Regions from separate parts of the Ostrinia nubilalis genome. Here region 1 is linked to region 2. A link is a contact called in public Hi-C data. All regions are on one chromosome and are shown on one strand. The core of a region is the stretch at or near the end of the contact, and the rest is flanking DNA. Distances in the headings are between cores, read along the strand shown. Region 1 holds the start of LOC135076784 (T-complex protein 1 subunit alpha). Region 2 holds the start of LOC135076767 (ras-related protein Rap1).

Region 1 (6,507 bases), core at 313-2,812, 290 kb after region 2:
AATAAACTCAAGATCCGTCGAACCTTTTCCTAGTTGACCTTCGCAGTGCGTCCTCATCGCGGATGGGCCAATCCTCGTTCTCCGAGCACGTACTCTCTGCTGGGGTGGACACACGCGGAGAACGTGCAGGACAATCGGGAATACTCATCATGATTATCGAAAATCGTTCCGCTTATCACGGTCTTCTATTATAGGAGCTACTTCTATCATACAATACAAAATCGAATGCTAGATATTTGAAAAATCTGAATTCTTTTTACTTGTTTTCCCATGATTACATAAGGATGGTCGACTGCAATAATGATTAATGTCCTTTCTACCTTGTTTAAGCATCTTTTATATCCTCAAGTAAGTACAAGTCCCATAAATCATATAAAAATAAAGTAAATAGACATTACTTAGACGTGTATTTAGAGACTTTATTTTCCTAATGCACATGACTACTTTATTTTAAGACACTATCTGCTCTTCTTCTGCACCCTGTATAGAAAGAAATATACATCGTTTTTATTTCCGATAAAGTAATAGTATTGGGGACTCTACCGGGGCAGCGCTACCAGTCACGTAGCCGCTACACGCTCCTGATATCTTGATAGGTATGTGAACCCTACTCTAACTACATAAATACTATTTCACAGACTGCCAGTTAGTATATGGTGGGTACGCAACACATTATACCTGGGCTATTTATAAAAGAACCGCTCACTCGTATAAACAGTCTTTAAATGATACCAACTAATATTCTCACTATTCAATCTGTAACTATAAATTAAAAATAACTTTCCAAAACTAGCAAGCATTCCCCGCTAGGAAAAGACATGAAAAACACTAAAAACACAGCTTTTTCTTTTCATGCAACGTAACAACTGGTTGTAGTTTGTTTACAGAATTTATCATGCGCTACATAGAGCGAGTTTTCATACAAAAGCTCTCTGGGGAGGTATAAAAGAAGAGAACAATACCTGAACTAGGGTAAAACCTAACTTCAGACCGGAATTTCTTTATTTTTATATTTGATTCTTACATTTTAGTTTCGTAGAGTTCGTTATTGTTAGTTTGTTCCGTTTTTTGGAACTTTTGCTTTGCTTCTTGTGGCTATTTATTATAATTACATTAAGATGGAGGAAGGTACTTATTTCATATTATCGTATTCTTATTATTTGATAGCTGGGCTTAGCCATTTTAAATCTTCGCGGGCTCTTATCAGCTTCCTAGTCCGACCTCATGTCCATGGCAATATTAAGTAGAACATTCACCGTTTCTCTTCCTCGTGCAAACTAAAATTAATATCTATACTAAACAAATTATACCTACTTCCTATTATAATTTATCAAAAATCATATTTTGTGTGTGTTTACTCGTAGTCTCGTAGTATAGAAGGGTAGAGCTTAGGGCTTACTTGATTTAAGGCCATCTAACAGCAAGTAGCAGAACTAAATAAAAAATAAAAACTATTTCCTTGTTGACTAGTATTTAGTTATAAAACTCCGCAATAGATGGCGCTACTAATGTAGCAACTATATTTTTTACACTGGCAATAAACAAAGTAAATGTCATTATTTCTTTCAGTTGGCTGCACTGAGTCATCTTCCAGAATCAAAAAGTGTGACGGACTAGCGAGAAATTGTGAATTTTGTGAAAAAATATAGTCAAAAATGTCTACACTCGCTGCACCACTTGCTGTTGCTGGGACTAGGTCATCCGGATCTTCAGTCAGGAGTCAAAATGGTATGAATTTTATGTTAAAATCCACACGAGGTAACACAGCCCCGGTGATCACATGCATTGCCACTTATGGTTACATTTTCATAAATATTTCGTAAAATCAGTATCAAATTGCCAGATAATCATTATTTCTAGGATGTTTGTTTCGTAAATGTCTCTCCTGTTTAATTTTCCTTAAGAATTTGAAAATTTACTACTAAGTACAAGGAAACTAACCTATGAAAGATTCAACCTAATGAGAATCCATTGAATGATGACTAAAATCTTTATCTAAAAAATTCTGAAATTTTCCAATTCTGAAAAATTCTAAAATTTTGAAAAAAGGGTGGAAGGAAGCATTAATGACTTTGTTTGTTGTAGTCACGGCAGCAGCTGCTATTGCTAACATTGTGAAGAGCTCCCTGGGCCCAGTGGGCCTGGACAAAATGTTGGTGGATGATATTGGAGATGTCACAGTCACAAATGATGGTGCTACTATCTTGAAGTAAGTGTCCTAAGTCCAAATCACTTACATTTTGTATTTTAACAAGTAAAATCCTTTGCGTGTAACAAAAAAAATAATTATTTTAATTATATTTATTGTACATTTCAGAATGCTGGAGGTGGAACACCCAGCAGCCAAGGTTTTGGTAGAACTGGCTCAGTTGCAGGATGAGGAAGTTGGTGATGGAACCACATCTGTAGTCATAGTTGCTGCTGAGTTATTGAAGGTTTGTAAATGTTCATATTATATCAAAAAATGACCCTTATATTATGGCTGTCAAAATAATTACTGTGAGTCTGTGATATTCTTAAAATCTTGCTATAGTAGTGTTCAAATCTGTTCCCTCTACAAGCTATATCCTCACTTTCCTTGGGCTATTTATTTGTCCAATTATGTGAATTTGAATTTAAACTCTGTTCTAGTACCAATGCATAGGAACTTTTATAAAAATTTATGTTACTTTTCAGAGTGCAGATGAACTGGTGAAGAATAAAATCCACCCGACCAGCATTATCTCGGGCTACAGGCTGGCCTGCAAGGAGGCTGTCAAGTATGTGCAGGACAACCTCACCGTCACAGTGGAGTCACTCGGAAGGCCGTCACTCATCAATGCTGCTAAAACCACCATGTCATCCAAACTTATTGGAGCGTATCCTTTTTCATAAACTAATCTTTTGACTAGTAATGCATAATGGATATAAAAACATTTCCTGTGGTATAAGAGGGTGAGACAAAATTTTAACACTTTAAGCCTTCCTTTCCTTCTTCTTAAGCCATTTGTTTCAACTGTGTGAAAATGTCAAATATGTAACCTGGCAAAAATTTAATCTCATTTCATGAATAATAAAAAGTAGTCATCTGTTATACTTGTTTTGTCATAATGCAAATGCACTGTAAATGCTTTCCTTAACTAAATATCAACAGTGATTCAGAATTCTTCGCCGAGATTATAGTAGATGCAGCACAAGCTATCAAGGCTATGGACCCTCGCGGCAACACAATCTACCCCATCAAGGCCGTCAATATCCTGAAGGCCCACGGACGGAGCGCTCGGGAGAGTGTCCTGGTGAAGGGATACGCCCTCAACTGCACCGTCGCCTCTCAGGCCATGCCCAAGAAGATTGTGAATGCTAAAATTGCGTGCTTGGACTTCTCGCTACAGAAGACGAAGATGAAAATGGGTGTTCAGGTAAATGTTTTTCTTTCATGTTTATTAGATGAATTTGTAATTGTTTGTGGTAATTTCATACTTCCCTAATGGTAGCTCTGTAGACCCTTGGACAAACCAAAGTACTACCTACTTCTTTATCAGTAGTAGATAGGCAAATGTCTTTCCTATTTTTGTCTAGTACCTTTCTTTGTAGTTAATTATTTAGTTTTCAGCCCAATTCTGGCAAAACACAGGTAGTCCCAAATATGGTACACCAAACTTAAAGGTAGTCATGCTTATCAGATAAAACCATAGTTATCTTTATTCTTTGCCCATAACACACACTTCTGTGACAACTTTCATTTTAGTTTAGAAAGATAGAAAGAAACATTATTACAATGGACATCACAAAAGACAGAGGTAACACATAAAACATACAATGGAAGAGAAAGTAAACTGAGCAGTGCCACATTGCAAAGTTTAAATATTGGTTTTGCTATAGTGTATTCAGTGGAATATAAATCTTTTTTGTAATCCTAGGTACTGGTCTCCGACCCCGAGAAGCTAGAAGCGATCCGCGCCCGCGAGCTTGACATCACCAAGGAGCGGCTACAGAAGATCCTCGCCACCGGCGTCAACGTCGTACTCTGCTCCGGCGGCATCGACGACCTCTGCCTCAAATACTTCGTGGAGGCCGGCGCCATGGGCGTGAGGAGATGCAAGAAGGCTGACTTAAAGAGGATCGCTAAGGCTACTGGAGCCACTTTCCTGACGTCACTGACTAATATGGAAGGTATGTTGAAAACCATCATTATATCTATCCTTTTTTTCAGCTTTTCTAAGTATCTCGATCTATTTGTGTCCTTTTATTGCCTTTCTGAGTAGGCAATTGTTCAGTTTATTCAGATATGTATTGTTGTTGACGTTGTTGTCAAGTTAAGGAACTGTAATAGATGTGTTCACTGTTGAATTCTACACTGTCTTAAATTGGCACAACTGCTCTGTTATTGTTATTTTAGGTGGCTAGAAACTTTTATAAACTTCTACAATTTTGGTCGAATACTTGTGCTGTAATCTTAGTAGAATTATTGATTATTGTACACATTATTATTGATGTTAGATCTGTTGCTTGTTTCTAGGCGAGGAAGTGTTCGAGCCGAGCATGATCGGAGAAGCCGCCGAAGTTGTCCAGGAGCAGATCTGTGATGACCAGCTCATTCTGATCAAGGGGTAACTATTAATTTAATTTTAGGCAGTTTTATTAATTTCCTAATGAATTCAGAACAAGCACAACGACACGAAAACATCTGCAAAAACGACGTGAACAAAATGAAGATATAAATACAGAATAAAAAAAACTGGTCCTAATTAACTATCGAGAAATGGACTAGGCGATGAATACTTCGCAGAACTGAACATCAATTGAAAAGATTTTCGACCACGATTTAATTTCTGAAACTAACAAAGTTCTGCGCCAATTAAGCCATGTATTCATTACGCAACATTTGTTGATAAACTGTTTATGACTAGTGTGAAACAAGTTTACCATAAACACAGTTTCTGAAACTTGGCCGTCCACACTTGCTCTCCACTCATAGAGGGGAGAACGGCAACATGTATCATAAACAATATTTCATCACCTATGTTTATGGACTGTTTATACATTGTTTACAGAGATTATGAAACATTGTTTATAAACAGTGTTTATCAACAAATGTTGCCTAATGAATACATGGCTTTATGCTCTAATTTCGTAAACATAACAGCCTATATTTCTATTCCTCAGACCTGTAGCTCGCACGGCTGCTTCAATAATCCTGCGCGGGCCGACAGACGCTTACTGCGACGAAATGGAGCGCTCGGCTCACGACGCGCTGTGCGCCGTCCGCCGCGTGCTAGAGTCAGGTCGTTTGGTGCCCGGGGGCGGCGCTGTCGAAGCCGCGCTTTCTATCTACCTGGAGAACTTCGCTACCACTCTGGTTAGTATACGTTCGTTTCAGCCAAATGACGTCCACTGCTGGACAAAGACTGGTGAATATTCTGGTTGGTACATGCCTCAACAAATCTGCGGTGTCTTTTGTAGTCTCTTATATTCGGTCGTGGTGTCGTTATACGCGTATTGCGACGAGATGGAGCGCTCGGCTCACGACGCGCTGTGCGCCGTCCGCCGCGTGTTGGAGTCCGGTAGTTTGGTGCCCGGGGGCGGCGCTGTCGAGGCCGCGCTTTCTATGACCTTGAGAACTTCGCCACTACTTTGGTTAGTATACGTTCGTTTCAGCCAAATGACGTCCACTGGACAAAGGCCTCCACTGGTTAGTACACACCTCGAGAAATCTGCGGTGTCTTTTGTAGTCTCTTATACTCGATCGTGGTGTCGTTATACGCGTACTGCGACGAGATGGAGCGCTCGGCTCACGACGCGCTGTGCGCTGTCCGCCGCGTGTTGGAGTCCGGTCGTTTGGTGCCCGGGGGCGGCGCTGTCGAGGCCGCGCTATCTATCTACCTGGAGAACTTCGCCACTACTTTGGTTAGTATACGTTCGTTTCAGCCAAATGACGTCCACTGCTGGACAAAGACTGGTGAATATTCTGGTTGATACATGCCTCGAGAAATCTGCGTGTCTTTTGTAGTCTCTTATACTCGGTCGTGGTGCCATTATACGCCTACTGAGACGAGATGGAGCGCTAGAGTCGCGCTCTCTATCTACCTGGAGAACTTCGCCACTACTTTGGTTAGTATACGTTCGTTTCAGCCAAATGACGTCCACTGGACAAAGGCCTCCCCTGATTAGTACACGCCTCGAGAAATCTGCGTGTCTTTTGTAGTCTCTTATATTCGGTCGTAGTGTCGTTATACGCGTACTGCGACGAGATGGAGCGCTCGGCCCACGACGCGCTGTGCGCCGTCCGCCGCGTACTAGAGTCAGAGCCCGACTATTCCACTATTAGTAGTTACACGGGATTAGTGGACTTTTTGTTCACTATTCCCCGTTAACGCCAATTAGAGCTTATAATGGGGAAAAATAAACTAAACAGTTCATTAATCCCCATTACGTTAAAAATAAAATCCTAATATATATATTATAAGCTTCCAATGAGGGGTATCGTTTTTACCCGACTACGGCAAAGCAAAAGGAGGGTTATGATTT
Region 2 (7,041 bases), core at 2,867-5,366:
TTTATTGACAACGTTAGGCACTATGAATTCAATTATATGTTTTACTAGTAGATGTTCACCATTATTTATTAAAACTATAAACTAAAGTTCTTTGATTTATAAACTACGACATTATTTTTTCCTTTAATCTGACGTTTGGGGTAAGTTATATAATTTTACACCAAATAATTAAGCAAATTATTAGTTACGATTTTCAAATGTTTTTGATCTAAGTAACTTATAACATTTTACACATGTACGAAACTTTTGTGGTTAATGGTATTAGTCTAATTGAATCATTATACACAAAATAAATAACCTTTTGTCTTTAACTTTTTGTGCTATAAATTAAGTTACATTCTTTTTCACCAACCAACAATACATAGTTTTTTTTGTGTATATTAATATGAGTCATCTTATATTGTTAATCACAAATTCAATCTGAACAACTTCAATCGTGTAAAAAGTAGTAACACGAGTCATACCTCTTGACACAATAAAAAATTGAAAGAAGCCTCCGGTACACTTTGTTAAAAGTAGACATGTATCAATATACACGAAAGAAAACTCAAAATTGGTTCACAAAGCCTTACTTGTATCATTTGACACAAATTTTTTTTCTTTTCTATACGTCGTAGAAACTTACCGATTAGATACAAAAATAGCTAATTTTTCAGAGATTCACATTATGTTATAAAGTCAATTTTGATCTAAGTCGAGTTAGATCCCTTTTCACTGGGGGTACAGAAATATAATACGCAGAACTGACGGCCGATGGGGCAGCAAGGTTCTGGAATGGAGGCCACATACCGGAAAGCCCAGCGTGGGACGCCCACCCACAAGGTGGACTGTTGACCTAATAAAGGTAGCAAGAAGGCACTGGTTCCAGGCCGCTACCACTACCAACCATTCAATATGGAAATAATTGGGGGAGGCCTAGTTCAGCAGCGGATGTCCTATGGCTGGAATGATGATGATGTTGCACATTGCGAAAAGGGTTGACGTTATCTAAGAAAATGTCGCCTATCTCACATTTTATATGCGTTTTACGATTGTCCTGCAAGATCATAAACTTTCCTTAACGAAATACCAAGTTTATATCCGTACGACGTACTAAATTTGTTATGGCGTCTTATCGCAGATAATTAATATTCGTACGCACTTATAAAGTTATCTTAGCCACTGGATAGCGCTTTCAGAAGTTCAGATCGTTCGGGGCACATTAAATTATTAAATCATGATTATTCCTGATAGTAAGTTACTTAATAATAAGTAAGTACTAATACATTATAGCCACGATAGCCGAACGGTGAAGGGGTCGGACTGGCCGACTCGAGATCCGAGGAACGCGGGTTCGAATCCCACCGCCACTCGACTATTGTGGTGAGCCCACTCGTAACACAAGCTTATTTAGCCTAACACTAGGGGCTAATAGGACTATTAGTAATTCGAGCAATACAAATTGTTGTTAATAATCTTTATAAAAATAATACATCATCGTCATTTCAGCCATAGGCAGTCAACTGCTGGACCAGGGTGCGGAAACTTCCATACAACGGTCATCGAAGTGAAACTTGCTTCCAAACAGCGACATCGGTGAATAAATTCAAATACTTTTTAACTACCCTAAAACGCTCTAGATGTCGCTGCTCCTGTTTCCTTCATATTTTAATTTTTTTCTTAATTAAAATATATTTGAGAATATTGTTAATTACAATGTGAAAACTTTTTTTAAATGAAATTAATTTGTTTTAATTTAAAACTGAACGGTGACATTTTTTGTTATAATTTACATAATAGAGTAGTAGAAATTACTATTTAACATATGGCAACTTTGTTTTTCCTCCAAAATGGCCGGTGTTGTTTTTGTTATGTTAAATGCATTCTTGTTTTCTTAGCCATCATTTAAGTGTTCTGTGGCCCTATTAAAGTATTGAAGAGTCGTCGAGTCAAATTCAAGTTCATTCCTTCGTACCTGCTGCTGTTCTGGTTCATCGGAGTTTTGTTCGTTCCTTCGTGAATCGCGAAGAAACTTTCTGTTATGTTCACAAGTGATCTGAGTTTTCTCAATGTGCAAATGCTTTTTTAGTGTTGTTGAAAACTTTGCGAAAAGACGCTTTTGGTGTATAATATTATGTGTGTTCATAAATAAAGTAAAATTATTAAATTCAAAAGTTTTTGTTTACTTATTTGCATCACAGAATACATAATAGTAGCAACAGAAATTGCACTCCTTTGTGTAGGATCAGATGCCGACATTTTAACGGTAATAATAATAATGCAAAATATCCAACGCACATGGTGCATTCGAAATCGCACCTTACTACTACGCTCACAAGAGCGCAAATTTTTTGTGTTCAGAATTAATCTACCTCGCAGCTCAAGCGTCAGGGTTGTATAAGCAAAGTAAAATAAATAATAACTTAATTTTAAGAAGCATTTATTGTATTTACGATTGGTAATCTTTAATCTAGTGGTGTTTGTATAATCGTACCATCTCTAAAGTACCTATTAATAAACTTCAGTGTTGCAATAATTCGAAATTGGACAAATAGTTTTAAAAGGTGTAGTGTCGGAAAATAGACACGGTGAAGTAAGTTAATGTTTATATTAGCTAAAATAATTTTATTGCTACAGTTTTTTGTCATAAGTATTACAAAATTATTTAAAAAGTGTAGTTTTTTTTTATATTCAAATTAGTACAGTTAATTATTATTCCTAAATACTACGATTTTACATTAAAGAAGGATAACAGTGCTGTTGGAACAATAAACCTTGATTGTGACGATGATCGACCGAGCGTGTATAGAAATACGCGTGTGCTCACAGGCGCGTGGCGGTCCTGACTGATTTGCAACTTGAAGTTGTCGCGCGCTGTAGGTAATTATCTCGGCCGGCATAGGCGAGTGACGGAGGCCTGTTTGCATTTCCATGTGCAATGTAGAATTTTTCCAAATCCATTGTTTTGAAAATAATACAATACGTATACCATAAAGATAAATATTTTCAAAATAATGGATTTGAAAAAATTCTACATTGTACATCATAAAAACAATAATTCTTTGAAGGTTATGAGGGCCTATGTGTGCGTGAACTGTGTGTATGTGTGCGTGCACTTTATGTATGTATGTGTGCGTGTACTATGTATGTATGTGAGCGTTACGTACGTAGGTTAAGTACAGGGAATTTAACACCAGGCTGTCAATTAGTAGGTTCAAAAATTTGACAGAGAGGGCTCTCTATTTCCTATGTATTACTTTTCTCTATGTGCTGGACGAAAGCTACTACAAGGAACAAAGCACGATTTCGTGACGGTGAATGATGAGTTGAACGAATGAGTAGCAAAATTTGGAAATGTAAACAAAACAAAATTATTAATCAATTAATATTTATCCGATTTTTTTTTTAATATTTAAAATAAATGTACAGAAAGCAATAGCGCCATCTTCAGTATTCTAGCACCTCCACTTCCAAGCTCTACAGCTTGCCCGCCATCTAGTAGGAAGTAGTGGAATCAACAAAAAATAATTCACCCTGACAGATCCAGTGTTGCCCTCTTAAAAATAGAAATAATATTTTCGTTATTTTTTAAAGTCGTGTCTTATAGATTTTATTTTCATTAATTAATTTTTGATTACCTCAACCCATTTATTTATAACAAGATTTATAATTAATTATTGTACCAGTCTCAATTAGTAACGTTACGTCGTTACGTTTGTTTTTATTTGTAAATTCAATAAAAGTCCGTTGATCGTTGAAAGGGGAGCTTATCAAAAGTCTGTTGATCAATTTGACTCAAATACTCAATCATAATTTAACTGCTGAAGTTAGGTCTAGACCTAAGCTATGAGCCTTAGAGTGTGCCCTAGTGTTATTGTTTTTGCCAATACATTTCGAGATAATACGAATTTGATTAATATTTATTTGTTACATCCTCCCACTCCAAATCATAACAACATCCTTCCCATTGGATGACGTCACGATAACAGGAACGGAACGTTACCGTCACCACATACATAGAACAATAATCGCTAGGTTGTGACATAGATAAGAATAAGTACTTTGCATTGGTCGAGAGCGAATTCAATTAACTACTGCTAGTATTAAATAATCTACGCCCGCGCGTGGTGCAACTGCAATGGTACAAGTAATATTTTAGTAATCCAAGTCGAAAACGTGATTTTAAAACACAGAGCATACCGTGATGGCTTGTTGGCTTGCTTATCATACTTAAAATTATTTTCTATGGCAACATTGCAGAAGTGAGCCATCGCCCTGTTACTGTGTCATGGCGGTTTGACTTGTTAAAAGTTTTTTTGCAATAACTCACTAGTTAATGTGCTTTTTAGCGATTTGATCTTTGATTTCAACAATTAATAACACGTGATACAAAATAGTTAATAATGCGCGAATACAAAATAGTCGTGTTAGGTAGCGGAGGCGTGGGAAAGTCTGCCCTCACGGTACAGTTCGTACAAGGCATCTTTGTGGAGAAATACGACCCCACCATAGAAGACAGCTATCGGAAACAGGTGGAAGTGGACGGTCAACAATGCATGCTCGAAATTTTGGATACTGCCGGCACGGAACAGTTTACCGCGATGAGGGATTTGTACATGAAGAACGGCCAGGGATTCGTGTTAGTGTATTCGATCACCGCACAGTCTACGTTTAACGACCTGCAGGATCTCCGGGAGCAGATCCTGCGAGTGAAGGACAAGGACGACGTGCCGATGGTGCTGGTGGGCAACAAGTGCGACCTGGAGGCGGAGCGCGTGGTGGGCAAGGACCAGGGCGGCAACCTGGCTCGCCACTTCAACTGCGCCTTCATGGAGACCTCGGCGAAGGCGAAAATCAACGTCAACGACGTATTCTACGACCTAGTAAGACAGATCAACAAGAAGTCACCCAAAGAGGAAAGGAAAGTTAGGAAGAATAAAGTGTGTCGTCTTCTGTAAGTGTTGCGGAGCCTCAGACGCGTCTAGATATACAATATTTAATAATTTGAAAGACTTCTCGTACCCGGATTTGGCTCTTGACAGTTCCCAAAGTTAACTAGATCGGGTGTTGAGCTTCGTCACTTGGCGAGCACCTGTAGCATTTCGAGAATGTGCATTTGTTGAGCAGTGTCGTGAACCAGTGCTTTAGCACGAGTGGAAAATGCACAGAGCATCGTGGATTTATCCAGTCCTACCCAAATAAATGTAGCTACTACACATTTTGGTCTGTTTTTTATAGTTAATGAGATATATTTGAGGATAGATTCGACGATTCTGTGTGTGTTTCACTCTAGAAATTCCAATTGTAATGTGTGGATGCTGTTAGGTTCAGAAGTTTAATGTTACAATAAATTGTATTTTAATCCATGGCAATTGCAGCGGGATTCCATGTAGGTGTATTGTAAAATAATCAATATGAAAAATAGGTAAATGACATGCAATAATTACTATAATTCATTTATCTAATGTTAATTAAAATTGTAGTTGTCATGGACCAATTATTTAGGTCACAGCCAAACTCTTGAGTCTTTTCAAAAATAACTAATGTTATTCTATTAATATTCAATGAAGTAACAATGCTACGTTCAGCCAGACGGTTGCTTTGAACAGGAAAAGTAACAATGGGTGTATTTACCATGACATTATCTCAAGGGCATTCAAATATACTCAAATGTTACACAGAATTATTCTTCATTTTGTAAAAAATTATATAGTCATAACATGAATTCCAAATGCATTTATTAATATATCTTCGCTGTCTGAACATAGCAATGTACGGAAAGATGATTTATTTTCTAGTTTTCTAGTAATATTGTTCTGATTGCACTAATGTTTACAAGAGCCCCAAACTTCTGAACGTTTGGAATGAGAGTAGAATATGCAGGCTCCGAAGAGACCTGGAAAATGTGCCAGCAGGCCTGTACCAGCATGTAAGTAATGTTTAATATTAAGGATACATTAAATTTTTTCAGATATATTATTGTCTTGTTATATAATTCAAATGTATCGAAGGGAAGTTGATAATGCAACACCATTTAGGACTTGATAACCTTTGAACAAATATTAGTGAGCCTTAGGTGATTGCACCCTGCTGACCGTAGTGTCTTCAGCGTCTGCCTAGAGAAGTCCAGTGCGGTGGCTAGAGGCATGCCACCGGCATACAAAAGTGGACTATAACCCCTCATCTATGAAATTGAAAACTTTAAATAAAAAAATTATCGTTATTGTAAATGGATAAAGTTTTATGGTAACTGGCTCATTTATATAAATCCAACCTAAGTTTTGCTGCTATAAACTTTGTTAAACGTAATAATTATATAGGTGTTCAAATATTGTTACGGGATTAGATGTTTCCTCCATTTGCATTTCTGTTAACATGTAAGATTACTGCACAAGGATATTGGTAATGACTTTGATCTGAGTTGAATTATATTTTTATATATATTGTGCAAATTAAGAACTTGTATATTTTTATCTTTGCAATCAATAATTAATCGACATGTACATTAACTATTAATTTCTTTTTTTTTGCAAATTTATCAATAAAACCAATTTTAAATATTTGTTTTGGGGTATACTTTGTCGCCGTTTGCGGCTCTCCCGTCGTCTGCGTGACTCACAGCACGCTCGCCCTCGCTGTTCCCCTCACCAATCAAATGAACGTCAATTGACTTGGGTATTTTAATTGAATTCAATTAATTGAAACAACAATTACCATCTACAACTATTTTATTGCCTTACAGTGTAAAAAGTTTCATAAAATGTGTATTCACTTACATCACTAAACGACTAGGTAGTTACAAACACGATAAAAATAAATGGCAGTGTGACGTGGCGGGCGTATGTCGACATTCTAGTAACATAAGAATTGACACAGTCCAATGAAAATGAACACAATATCTAAGTTAGCCTAAGTGTAAACTAAACGGCGCGATCTATCATGCACAACAAGTGTCGCGTTACACCTGGCCTGTGGCGCGCCCATGGAGTGAAACAAGGTCTCATACATAGATCGAGCTCACCATGGGGGCGGATATACAAAAGAAACGCCTAAACAAAACTA

What was found. A called contact is a pair of places that touch in the nucleus more often than the background predicts.
Region 1: a Hi-C map of whole body shows a contact between it and region 2, with 5 times the contacts expected there. The contact joins the promoter of LOC135076784 here to the promoter of LOC135076767 in region 2. A contact is called at or near these places in 3 of 5 Hi-C or Micro-C datasets (all in whole body).

The regions. Positions count from the first base shown.
Region 1 is chr12:2,758,055-2,764,561 of ilOstNubi1.1, forward strand. It overlaps LOC135076784 (T-complex protein 1 subunit alpha), which reads left to right and starts at 1,563. Exons shown (of 10, transcript XM_063971218.1): 1 at 1,563-1,728; 2 at 2,086-2,209; 3 at 2,318-2,435; 4 at 2,677-2,858; 5 at 3,134-3,398; 6 at 3,900-4,152; 7 at 4,499-4,589; 8 at 5,146-5,338. The coding sequence starts at 1,656.
Region 2 is chr12:2,468,051-2,475,091 of ilOstNubi1.1, forward strand. LOC135076767 (ras-related protein Rap1) reads left to right here and starts at 4,117. Exons shown (of 1, transcript XM_063971190.1): 1 at 4,117-6,541. The coding sequence starts at 4,383. The coding sequence ends at 4,937.